Linked DNA regions of Rattus norvegicus: region 2 is linked to region 1. A link is a contact called in public Hi-C data. All regions are on one chromosome and are shown on one strand. Each heading gives the region's core, a stretch centred on a gene start, on an enhancer-like site or on the middle of the called end of the contact. The rest is flanking DNA. Distances are from core to core; before and after follow the strand shown. Region 1 holds the start of Zfp54 (zinc finger protein 54). Region 2 holds the start of Zfp52 (zinc finger protein 52).

Region 1 (5,018 bases), core at 1,286-3,785:
CCTGAAGCTCAGAAATAGATGACTTAATAGTTTCAGGAAGTCCAAGAAACCAGCAAGATTCACTAGTAACCTCCTGCCTCAAGCATATATGATTAGTAAGGACTGCTGATACTGTCAGACAAGATGAGCTTCTCAGAACATACTCTGAAGAGCCAAGAAGCAAACAACACAGGACAAGCTGACTGGAGAAGGTAGTCAGTGACTTGAAAGACACACTTCCCACCTTAGGCGAGCTGCCTGCAAGCTGTGCCATGATCCCCAGGTTTCCAGCTTCACTGGATAACACCTTCACAGGGTGATGCAGCTGTCAATCAGTTCTTTGTGCTTCTATCAGTAACCACTCACCCACACTCTTGTAAGTCACCCCAGTAAAACTCAGTGCTCCACTGGGATTTAGAGATGACTTAGTGGTTAAGAACTCACTGTCTGCTCTTTCAAAGACTCACTTGGAATTCCTAGTACCCTCATATGGGCACTCAATCTGTAACCTCGACTCCAGGACATTCAATGCTGTCTGAGGAACACACATAGTGCAGAGACATTCCTGCAGAGAAAGCATCCCTAAAGAAGAAACCAAATAGTAATCTTACTGGTTCACCAAGTTGGACTTTATTGATTCCCAACTTTGGTTTTCCTTGGTTCTTTATCTGAGATAAGTAGATAATCGTCATTGTTTCCACAGGAATAGTGTCACATATCAGTTTTCCTTCATTTATTCATTGATTTTAGAATATCTAGACTAATTGGAAAAGTTTATTCTCTAGTTCTCTATCCCAGAGCCATGTTTGGCCTCTGTAATGGATATTTCTGGTTGTCACCTTGATTACATCTGGAATGAACTACAATTCAGAAATGGAGGGCACACCTGTGATCCAGATCTCGAAGCTGGAAAACAGGTTTCTGACCTGGATCTTGACATGGAGATTTTGAGGCATAGTAGCCATGAAAATCTTAGGCCCAGGCAAGGTAGTACATGCCTTTCATTCCTGGAGAATGAGGCAGGCAGATCTCTGACTTCTAGTCCTGGGACAAAAGCAAGTCCCACATTTAGGCACGGTAGTACACACCTTTAATCTGGGCCACACCTTCTGCTGGAGGTCTACATAAGGACATTGGATTCACTCTTCTTTAACCACTCGCCAGCACATCTGTTGAAACCTACGTCCACAGAGGACCAGTTAAAACAACTAGCTTCATGGGACTGAGAAACTACTAAAATCTTGGACTTACCATTCACAGCTGCCCATTGTTGGGTTAGTTGGATTACAGACTGTAAGTTATTACAAGAAATTCCTTTAATATATATAGAGACACTTCATAAGTTCTGTGACTCTAGAGAATCCTAAATAAGACAGAAGTTGGTATGAAGGGCCAGATGGCAGAATCGAATTTCCAGAGACAAGGTGATCATAGTTATTATAATGGGCTGTGTAGACAAAACAACATTCATAATGACCTACCCCATAACCCATAACGATCACAACTCTGCATTTTGATTACTGTAGTTTCTTGTAGTGGTCTCTGTAGTAGAGAGGTTTCTTGATAAGGTGTGAAGACTAAGCTTATCTGTGGGCAGAAGAGAAAATGTTTAGATTATTCTTAGGGATTGTGCTGGTTTAGTAAAGTGTTTTCTCTCAAAGCACTTTTATCTTGAGTCACAGAAGACAAACTCCTCTCTGAGTTAGGAAAACGGCAAGGCCACCATCTAGTGGTGAAAGCCACGCAGCTCTGACTTCTTGAGACACCTATTTCTTTTCAAAATCCAAGTTCTTTAAATGTCTCTCACCAAGTCAGATGTTCAGGATTTGGTTTTGAATTGTCATTTTTGTGTGTTGGGGATGGGACTCTGGCTTTCTGAATTTAGCCTGTTATTGTTTGCAATAAGTATGTAGTTCACAGGCTGGTAGTCAAGCCGAGGTGTTAGGCTGTCTATCTTTTATCTGAAGGGTTCAGAACTCAGTGTGGGGGTGAGATATCGGGGTGTAACGTCCTACCAGATCCAGTTCTGGTCTAGGCTGACAGCAAACTTAACAGGGAGTCTGTGCAGAGCGGTCCAGAGAAGGTTGACAGCTGAAGCCTTGTGGAAGGCAGGCTGAGACTGAGAGGGAGGGACCGGTCTCCGGGGGGGTGGGGCCACTCGCCGGAAACAGCGGATGGGGACAGTAGATGGGTGTGGAGGAAGTGTGTTGAGTGGAGCGAGGTTAGAGGAGTGACGTGATAGCTGGGACTGTTCATTAGTGAGCCTAGGTAAGTTGACTGAGGAGCCAAAACCAAAAGTGGCAAGGACCTCTTCCTGGAGGAATTCACTGGCTTGCACCGTGGGGAATTGCGTAATGCAGACTTGGGGTCAGAGGACACAACAGGGATTTCGAGGGGAAGCGAAAACTACTGAGAGCTTCAGGTGCCTCGCGGGGCATCCTGGGAGAGTCAGGCGTGGGCAGCCCAACGGATGGAACCGGATGGAACCGTAGCCCAGTGGGGGAGGACAGTAACCTCCCAGGTTAGAGGAGCTGAAGGGCTGGGAGGGAAACAAGCAGGAACTGGACAAGGGTGAGGTGTTTCCTCTGCTACTCACAAAGATGACAGCTCTCAAATTCTGCAGTACATGTCTTACCCTTGTCCATAAATTTAGAATATAGTAGGTGGATTAATACTGATTTTTTTTCATTGATTCTCTTGTCAAAATTTTCTTATAAAAGTACTCTAGTAGAGTATTTGAATTTATCTGTTGATATTTGCAAACGTGTTTGGTTTGGTTTTGTTGTTGTTTTGTTGTTATTTTGCTATAACAGAAAGGACAACGCTCCTGAAATTTACATTAGTCCACGCTAACTTCTTTGTTATACCTGGGACTTGGCACCCATGTGAGGTTTTAGACATCAGTAATGAATGGAACTGTAAGGGTTTTTTGAGAGCAAGGGAATCTTTGCAGTCAGGAGCAAAAGGAAATCAACAAAGTCACACCACACAACAAACCTCATTGAAGAGATGGATTGGGGATAAACATAGAATGGTGGCTACTCTGAAAGGGAAGAGAGATGGTACGCTAGGCGGAGGGGTAGGTGTTTATAGTGTCTTTGGAGCATGTGCATTGAAGTACTGGAAATGAACAGTGGGTCCTGAAGTATTGCTTGGTCATTAAACATTGTAGTTAATTCTCTAAGGGCCATAACTGCCATTTCCAGCCCCTTGGGTGAAAGTGGCCAAGCCACTGCCCTAGAGGAAAAAAAATGCCCAAGATCAAGCTACAAAATCTCTCCAATTCCACACACCCCCAAGGAACCCTATGTAAATTAGCCTCCTGCCCAGTTCTTTGCTGATTCTCTCTAGAGCAGAGGCAGTCACTCTGATGTGGTTTTTGCTTTCAAGAAATCTCAGTCAATCTCTCTCTCTCTTCATTTACAAAGCTATGTTTATTTGGAGTCACAAGCACTGACTGAGTCACTGTGACTCAAGTCAAGAAATCTCTTGTGTGAGTTTTGTTTTTGCAGTGTGACTGAGATATCCTTGGGTCCAGACTGCCAGGATACATTTGTTTTCATAGGTGTAGTAATATTTGCATCTAGGAAACCTTCCCCCTCAGAGCTGCAAAGCTTCCATTAGGTAAGCCTTTCCCCTCAGAGCTGTAACACTTGCACCAGTCTTAGAGTTCTAGGGCAGGACAGGGGCAAGGTAATTTTCCACTGGCATGTTAACCTATACGAGTGCTTGAATATTGAATTGAATCTGAAAGTATGTTTTTGTGAGTTACAGATACACTTGTAAACGTTAACATCTGAAAGTAAACTTTTTAATCCACCCTTAATTTTCCAACTGAGACAAATGCACGCTGAGATGTAAATAGAGCATTCTGATATAAATAAGCCAGGGTTGGTGGCACACACTTTTAATCCCAACACTTGGGAGTTGAAGGCCAAATTGCTCTGTGTGATGGTTCAGGAGAGCCAGAACTACATGGTGAGGCTCTGTTTAAAAACAAAAACAAAACCCAATAGATAAGAAAGTACAAAAAAATTAAATAAAATAACAGGAACAGATACGTGTCTCCAAAGTCTTAATATTGCACCTTAGAGCCTGGAAAAGTCCAGTATGCACTTTGAGGGTATCAGATCACAGTATTTTCACTGTTAGAAAAGGCATTATAAGCCAGTTGGTGCTGGCACATGCCTTAAGTTAATCCTTTCTTGGGGGAAGAGGGGTAAGGGTATTATTTTGTAGCAAAATACCACAAAGCATCTTTTGATTAACTACTATGACTCATCTACAGCAGAAAAAGTCTACAAGTCTTTTTGTCTCTTTGGGCCCCAAAAAGCACACTGTCCATGGACACATACATGACCAAACTGTTATTTTCTGTTTCTTGTTTTTGTTGTATTTGAGACTTAAACTCAACTATGTTTCTCTGGTTTAGAACTAACCAGGTAGACCAGGCTGGACTGGAACTCCAAACTATGTCTCTTGAGTGCTAAGATTAAAGGTTTGTACCATCACAACTCTTCGAACTGTTTTATTTCACAGTCTGTGGACAGTCTGTGTTGTGACTGGGGACTTCTCTCAGGAGAATGACCAATGTTTGGACCCCACTGAGAGGACTTTCTACAGAAACTGGATGTTGCAAAATTGCATCACGCTAGGTTTTGTGGGTAAAAATAGTTTGCTGCCTTCTTTGGTCCAAAAATATATATGGAAATTACGATAAATATATAGAGTGCTGTTTGGGATTATGCCAGTTTAGTAAATTACTGGTTGTAGCTTCTCCAAGATCTAAGCCCTTGGGGAAACTGTCTGGGTTTCCAGTACTAGGTGTAATTTCCCACTTCTTGAGGTCTTTGGTTCAATTAGAAGCTGTTGGTTTCCACCAAGGTATGCATGCCACTCTTGCAGCCTTGGGTTATCATGCAGTACAGATCATTGTTGTGGTTCAGAGGTGTCAGTGCTAGGTAGGACTGTTGGCTGGCTCCTTCCTTTGGAAGCTTGCACATTGCCTTCTAGTGCTGTGAATGCTAGTCCCTAGGGAG
Region 2 (5,018 bases), core at 857-3,356, 140 kb after region 1:
CACAGGAATACTCCACACCTGGTACCAACTTGTCTTAGTCAGAGTTTCTATTCCTGCACAAAACATTATGACCAAGAAGCAAGCCAGGGGAAGCAAGCCAGTAAGTAACATCCCTCCATGGCCTCTGCATCAGCTCCTGCTTCCTGACCTGCTTGAGTTCCAGTCCTGACTTCCTTTGGTGATGAAGAGCAACATGGAAGTGAAAGCTGAAACAACCTTTTCCTCCCCAACTTGCTTCTTGGCCATGATGCTTTGTGCAGGTATAGAAACCCTGACTAAGATACCCAGATTATGCCATCTTAATACTTGAATACTTAGGGTGGTCAGGGAGTATAGGATCCCCCAGATCCAGGGAAGTCAGGGGCAAGAGAGGTTCAATTTCTAGGGCATCATGGTGGGCTTCTTGATCTGCCCTATTGTTGCCCTCTAAAACTAGGACTTTTCTGATGTCTCAAGTAGTGAACGGTGGGCAGCTTTTTAGGCCCCATAGAGTCCTTGGTAGGGAGAGGATTTTTTTTTATAGACTTTCCTTCTGTTGTCAGAAGGTCCATCTCCCTATAAATAGCCTCATGGACCTGAGTGGTAGCAAAGGCGCACTGGCTATCTGTGTCTCTTGTCTTTTCTCTGTTAGAGCTACCAGTTCAGCTTTCTGGGCTGACATTCTTGCTGGGAGTGGCTCTGCCAGTATGATCTCAGTGTTTGAGATTACCACTGCCCCCACAAACCTCTGTCCATCCTGAATGAAGCTATCTGAAGATTTGGTCTGTTCCCATGGATGTGAGCCAAAAATGTCCAAGCAGTCATGCAGTGGCCCGACTGAGCAGATAGCAGAATAGCTGGGCTTAGGGCAATTGGGGCCTATACGGTTGGGGGGTGTATTAAGAGGAGAAGTTGGTAATGAGGCATTGGTGATGGTCAGGCTTTGGCCCAGTGACAGTGTGTCAGCATCCTTAACCAGGAGGCTGTTGCTACAATGATGTGTAAACAGTGGGGCCAACTTCTGGCAACTAGGTCTGGTCTAATGTCTTTGACAGGTAGGCCACTGGCTAGTGCCAGGGTCTAGAGTCCGAGTCAGTATCCCTTGTTATCTCAGATCTCTCGTCCATGAAGATATGGAAAGGCTTAGTCACTTTTGGCAACCCCAAAGCTTGTGTAGAAAGTAATTTTTATTTCTTGATTCAGAAAGCTACCTCAGACCTTTTCTTAACATGTATCTCCTGGATATAGGGAGTTCGCCTGTAGTTGGCAGAGTAGGGCTTTTTTAATGGAGGCTTGATAGTCCAAAGGTCCTGGGTCTCTTTTAGACAGTTTTGTTTGGTTTCTGCTGTCACCAGGAGGTCATTTATAAACTGTTGAAGAAATTTTATCTGTTAGGTTTTATCAAGACAATGTTAAGCTCTGTTATCAACAAGCAAAGATGCAAGGGCTTAGGTTTTAGCAAGACAATATTAAACTCTGTTATCAACAAGGAAGATGCAAGGGCAGGATGACAGACTCAGGCTCGCAAAGCCAATCTTACCTATATTTTAATATTTGGGCAGAGGGCGTGGAGGGGCAGAGTCTGGATAAATTTAGTCTGAAGCCCTCCTGGTTGCCTGCCATCTTAATATAGTATGTTGTCTTGTTTATTTTTAGCTCTGGGTAGGTGACTGCCCAGGTAGTGGTTGCTTCTCAGTGGGCTGAGAGGCAGGATGGTGTCAATGGAGACCCTGACTTTACAACTTTAGTGAGGATACTACATTTGTTCAGACAGGGATTGAGCACTTCTCCCAGTAGGAAGGGTAGCCATTTACTGAACAAAATGAGTGACCAGGAGTCCATTCTATTATGCTCCTGTAAAGGAAACATCTGCTCACTCCGAGCTTCTCCTGTCCAGTCTGTCCGCGCTTGAAGCCCTGCTATCTGGGAACTCAGCTCCCCACTCACAGAGATCTCCGTTAGGGCCATAAGAGGTTCCAATCTTAGACCATCCTAGGGGCTGTAGACCCTCGTGTGCGCCGCTCGGAAGCAGGGGGAGCGGGGAACGCGCCTGTGTGAGCCGAGACTAACGGTGGGGCCTGGTCGAGTTCCTCGTGCGGGGCCGCCCGAAGGGAGGGAGGCCCAGCGCTGAGGAGGGGATTTGGATCCCCGAGGGGCCCGGGCGCGCCACAGCCCCAAGTTGGCTGGCGCCGAGGGCCTCGCCTCTCTCCCTGCGCTCAGTAGAGCTTCGCCACTGGGGTCCCGGGTTTGCCCCGCTGACAGTCGGGGCTCGCCCGGGGCGCCGCGGTGACTTGTAGGCTCCCCCAGCCGAGTGACTAGGCCCCGCCCGCGTGAGTCCCCACCGCTGCCAGAGCTGGACTCAACTGCGGGACAACCGCATCTTGGCCCTGGACTCTCAGGCCTGGTGAAGTAGTGGTCCCTTTTTTCTGGGGGAAGAAAGGGTTAAATTAAGAGGGCGGATGGGTCTTAGAGTGTCAACAGAGGCAGTGCGCCAACGTTTCTTAAAGTGACACACACTGAACAGACAGCTAGCCAGCAGCTAATGTGAATAGGACTTCTTAGCTCTGTCCTTCACAGAAATTAACAGTAGGGCACTCTGTCCTCCAGGGTCTTTGGAATGTCTCCCAACCAGGTGGCTAGGATGTACTAGCTTGACCACCACAACCAGATTCCACATCCTCTTTTGTCATTTCTTGTCAGGAAATACAGAATTTTAGGCCTCTTCAGAACAGAATAACAGAATTATTCAGAACAGAATTATTGCAGTACCACACAAGCACACATGGACAGACACAGAGTCAGACATTACCTGTATTAAGACCCTCCAGGGCTGGGTCCTGGTGGCCTTGGAGTTCCAGGCCAATGCAACAAAATGTTGTGCCAGGAAGCGTTCATGAGTCCCAAATGACCACCAAGCAGCTGTTTTCTTTATTAAAAGCTTGGGCTTGGGCTCTCCTCCAACCCAACCCTGACAAAGCAGGACAGGAAAGGAAGGCAGAGCAGACTCGAACCCTCAGCAGGACAAGGTTTAATAGAGAATGGGAATGGAATTAAGTGAGGGGTATCCAGCCTGGCAAGTACCTAACTGAATGACTATGATAGGAGGGTGCTCTGAAGCAAGACTATGAACAATGGGTCTGAAACTACTTCTGAAACAATCAGACTAATCTTTGATTAACTGTTGCTAGGAAGTAGCTAGGGAGTAACTCTGGGGTATGGGCCAAGCAGAAGCTGTGGGTTCCTTCCTGGTACTTGGATGCAGCTTGGGTTCTGCTGCAGGTCAAGTTCTCAGGCTTTTTTTCTTTAAGATGGAGGCAGGACCCAAGATAGAGTAGGCATGGCCTCTCTCTAGAACCAAAAATGTTACCTCTATTGAAAAGTATCTTTTGGAGAGTTTCCTGGTCTGCTCACATCACAGGATGTTGTCCTTAAGAAAGATGGTGGTGAAGCTATAATTCGACCCTTATTAACCCAAAATCAAGATGGCAACCAGTCACACGCTATTTATGCAGCATGTATACTTTACTCCTCTTGGTTTAAGTAGACAATTTAAAATGAGCATCCTGGTCGTTCACCGTCACTATGACAAATCACCACTGCTGCTGCAACAGGAGGGAGGTGTGGGGGGGGGTTGGGGGAGGGCAGGGCTAGAGGGCACCTGGAGCCCTATAGTGAGTGCAGTGAAGGGATGAAACTCTGGTTCGACCCCCCAACTCAGCAGAGAAATGGATGAGGCTCCTGGATCCTTGCAAGGGATGGGTACTCAAGGAGTCTGAAGAAATGCTTCAGGTGGAGAAGGAGAGAGGAGAGAAGTGGTTCCCATGTGGTCAGGAAAAACCCCAGCCATGGAACTGGAGACTCAACTTCTTCTACATTGGGCACCATCTGATAGGTTATTTCTCCACCAGTGAAGTGAGCCAGTTCAAGCCAGATTATAATATATTATGAAAAGGCACCATTGACCCCATTTGTCTCCATTTAAGGACCAGGCCTGATTTAAAAAAGACCCTAAGGCACCAGCTTCAGGAACAGGCAGACCGTAAGACAGTAAGTCATAAGACACCAACTCTAGGAACAAGACAATGAAATCACCCACCTGAGAAACAGGCTGAGCCCACATACACATACCTTTATCTTATGTCTTTGTTGGTTTGTTTGTTTGTAGAGACAGAGTTTCATTGTGTAACTTTGGCTGATCTGGAACTTACTCTGTAGGTCAGGCTGGTCTTGAACTCATAGAGACCTACCTGTCTGCCTTTGCCTCCTAAGTGCCTGGATTAAACACATGCACCACCACTGCCCAGCTCACAAGATCCTGACAGTTCCCCCAAGGTAAAAGTACAATGTACTTGAGAGAAATGAATTCCAAGTGGATCTTATTTCTACTGACATTAAAGACATCTATTGTTCGAGATAGGATACTCTAGTTGAGGTGGATGAGTTTCCAGGTGCACATAACCTACCAAATATAAACAAAAATATAAACAAGACTAATAAGAGAAATATGACTGAATCAATTATAAAACCCCATCTTCAAAACAATGCCCAGGACCAGACTGACAGGATTCTATCAGGACTTGGAAGAACAGCAAATAGACTTAACATTTAATACTTCTTTACACATAAAAAAATCAAGACTTCTGACTCTATTACCTGATACTAAGGCAGATAATGAGCCTGACGTCGTGGAGCATGCCTTTAATCCTAGCATTCCAGAGGCAGGGAAGGCTGATCTCAGTTCAAAGCCATCTTGGACCCCAAAACTGTTAAAAAACCAAAACAACAACAAAAAACCCAAAACACCACATACTGTTACAACCAAAAAGAAATTACACACTGATTTTTTTAAATTGATCTAGACATGTTATCACTGACTTTTAAACACAGGTTTATACAGAGAAACCCTGTCTACCATGAAAGAATGAAGGGATGAATGAATGAATGAGTAGGCCCCCCAATTTTTTTTTTTTTTTGGTTCTTTTTTTCGGAGCTGGGGACCGAACCCAGGGCCTTGCGCTTCCTAGGCAGGCGTTCTACCA

Evidence for each region. Hi-C and Micro-C count contacts between places; a contact is called where the count stands out from the background.
Region 2: a contact with region 1 is called in a Hi-C map of hepatocytes, with 2.0 times the contacts expected there. The contact joins the promoter of Zfp52 here to the promoter of Zfp54 in region 1. A contact is called at or near these places in 2 of 12 Hi-C or Micro-C datasets (hepatocytes and kidney).

What each region holds. Positions count from the first base shown.
Region 1 is chr1:69,862,093-69,867,110 of GRCr8, forward strand. It overlaps Zfp54 (zinc finger protein 54), which reads left to right and starts at 2,536. Exons shown (of 4, transcript NM_001107467.2): 1 at 2,536-2,638. LOC108349017 (a long non-coding RNA gene) reads right to left here and starts at 2,406. Exons shown (of 4, transcript XR_010059528.1): 1 at 2,288-2,406; 2 at 1,461-1,566.
Region 2 is chr1:70,006,079-70,011,096 of GRCr8, forward strand. Zfp52 (zinc finger protein 52) reads left to right here and starts at 2,107. Exons shown (of 6, transcript NM_001014158.1): 1 at 2,107-2,383. LOC134482874 (a long non-coding RNA gene) reads right to left here and starts at 2,061. Exons shown (of 2, transcript XR_010059540.1): 1 at 1,927-2,061; 2 at 1,149-1,349.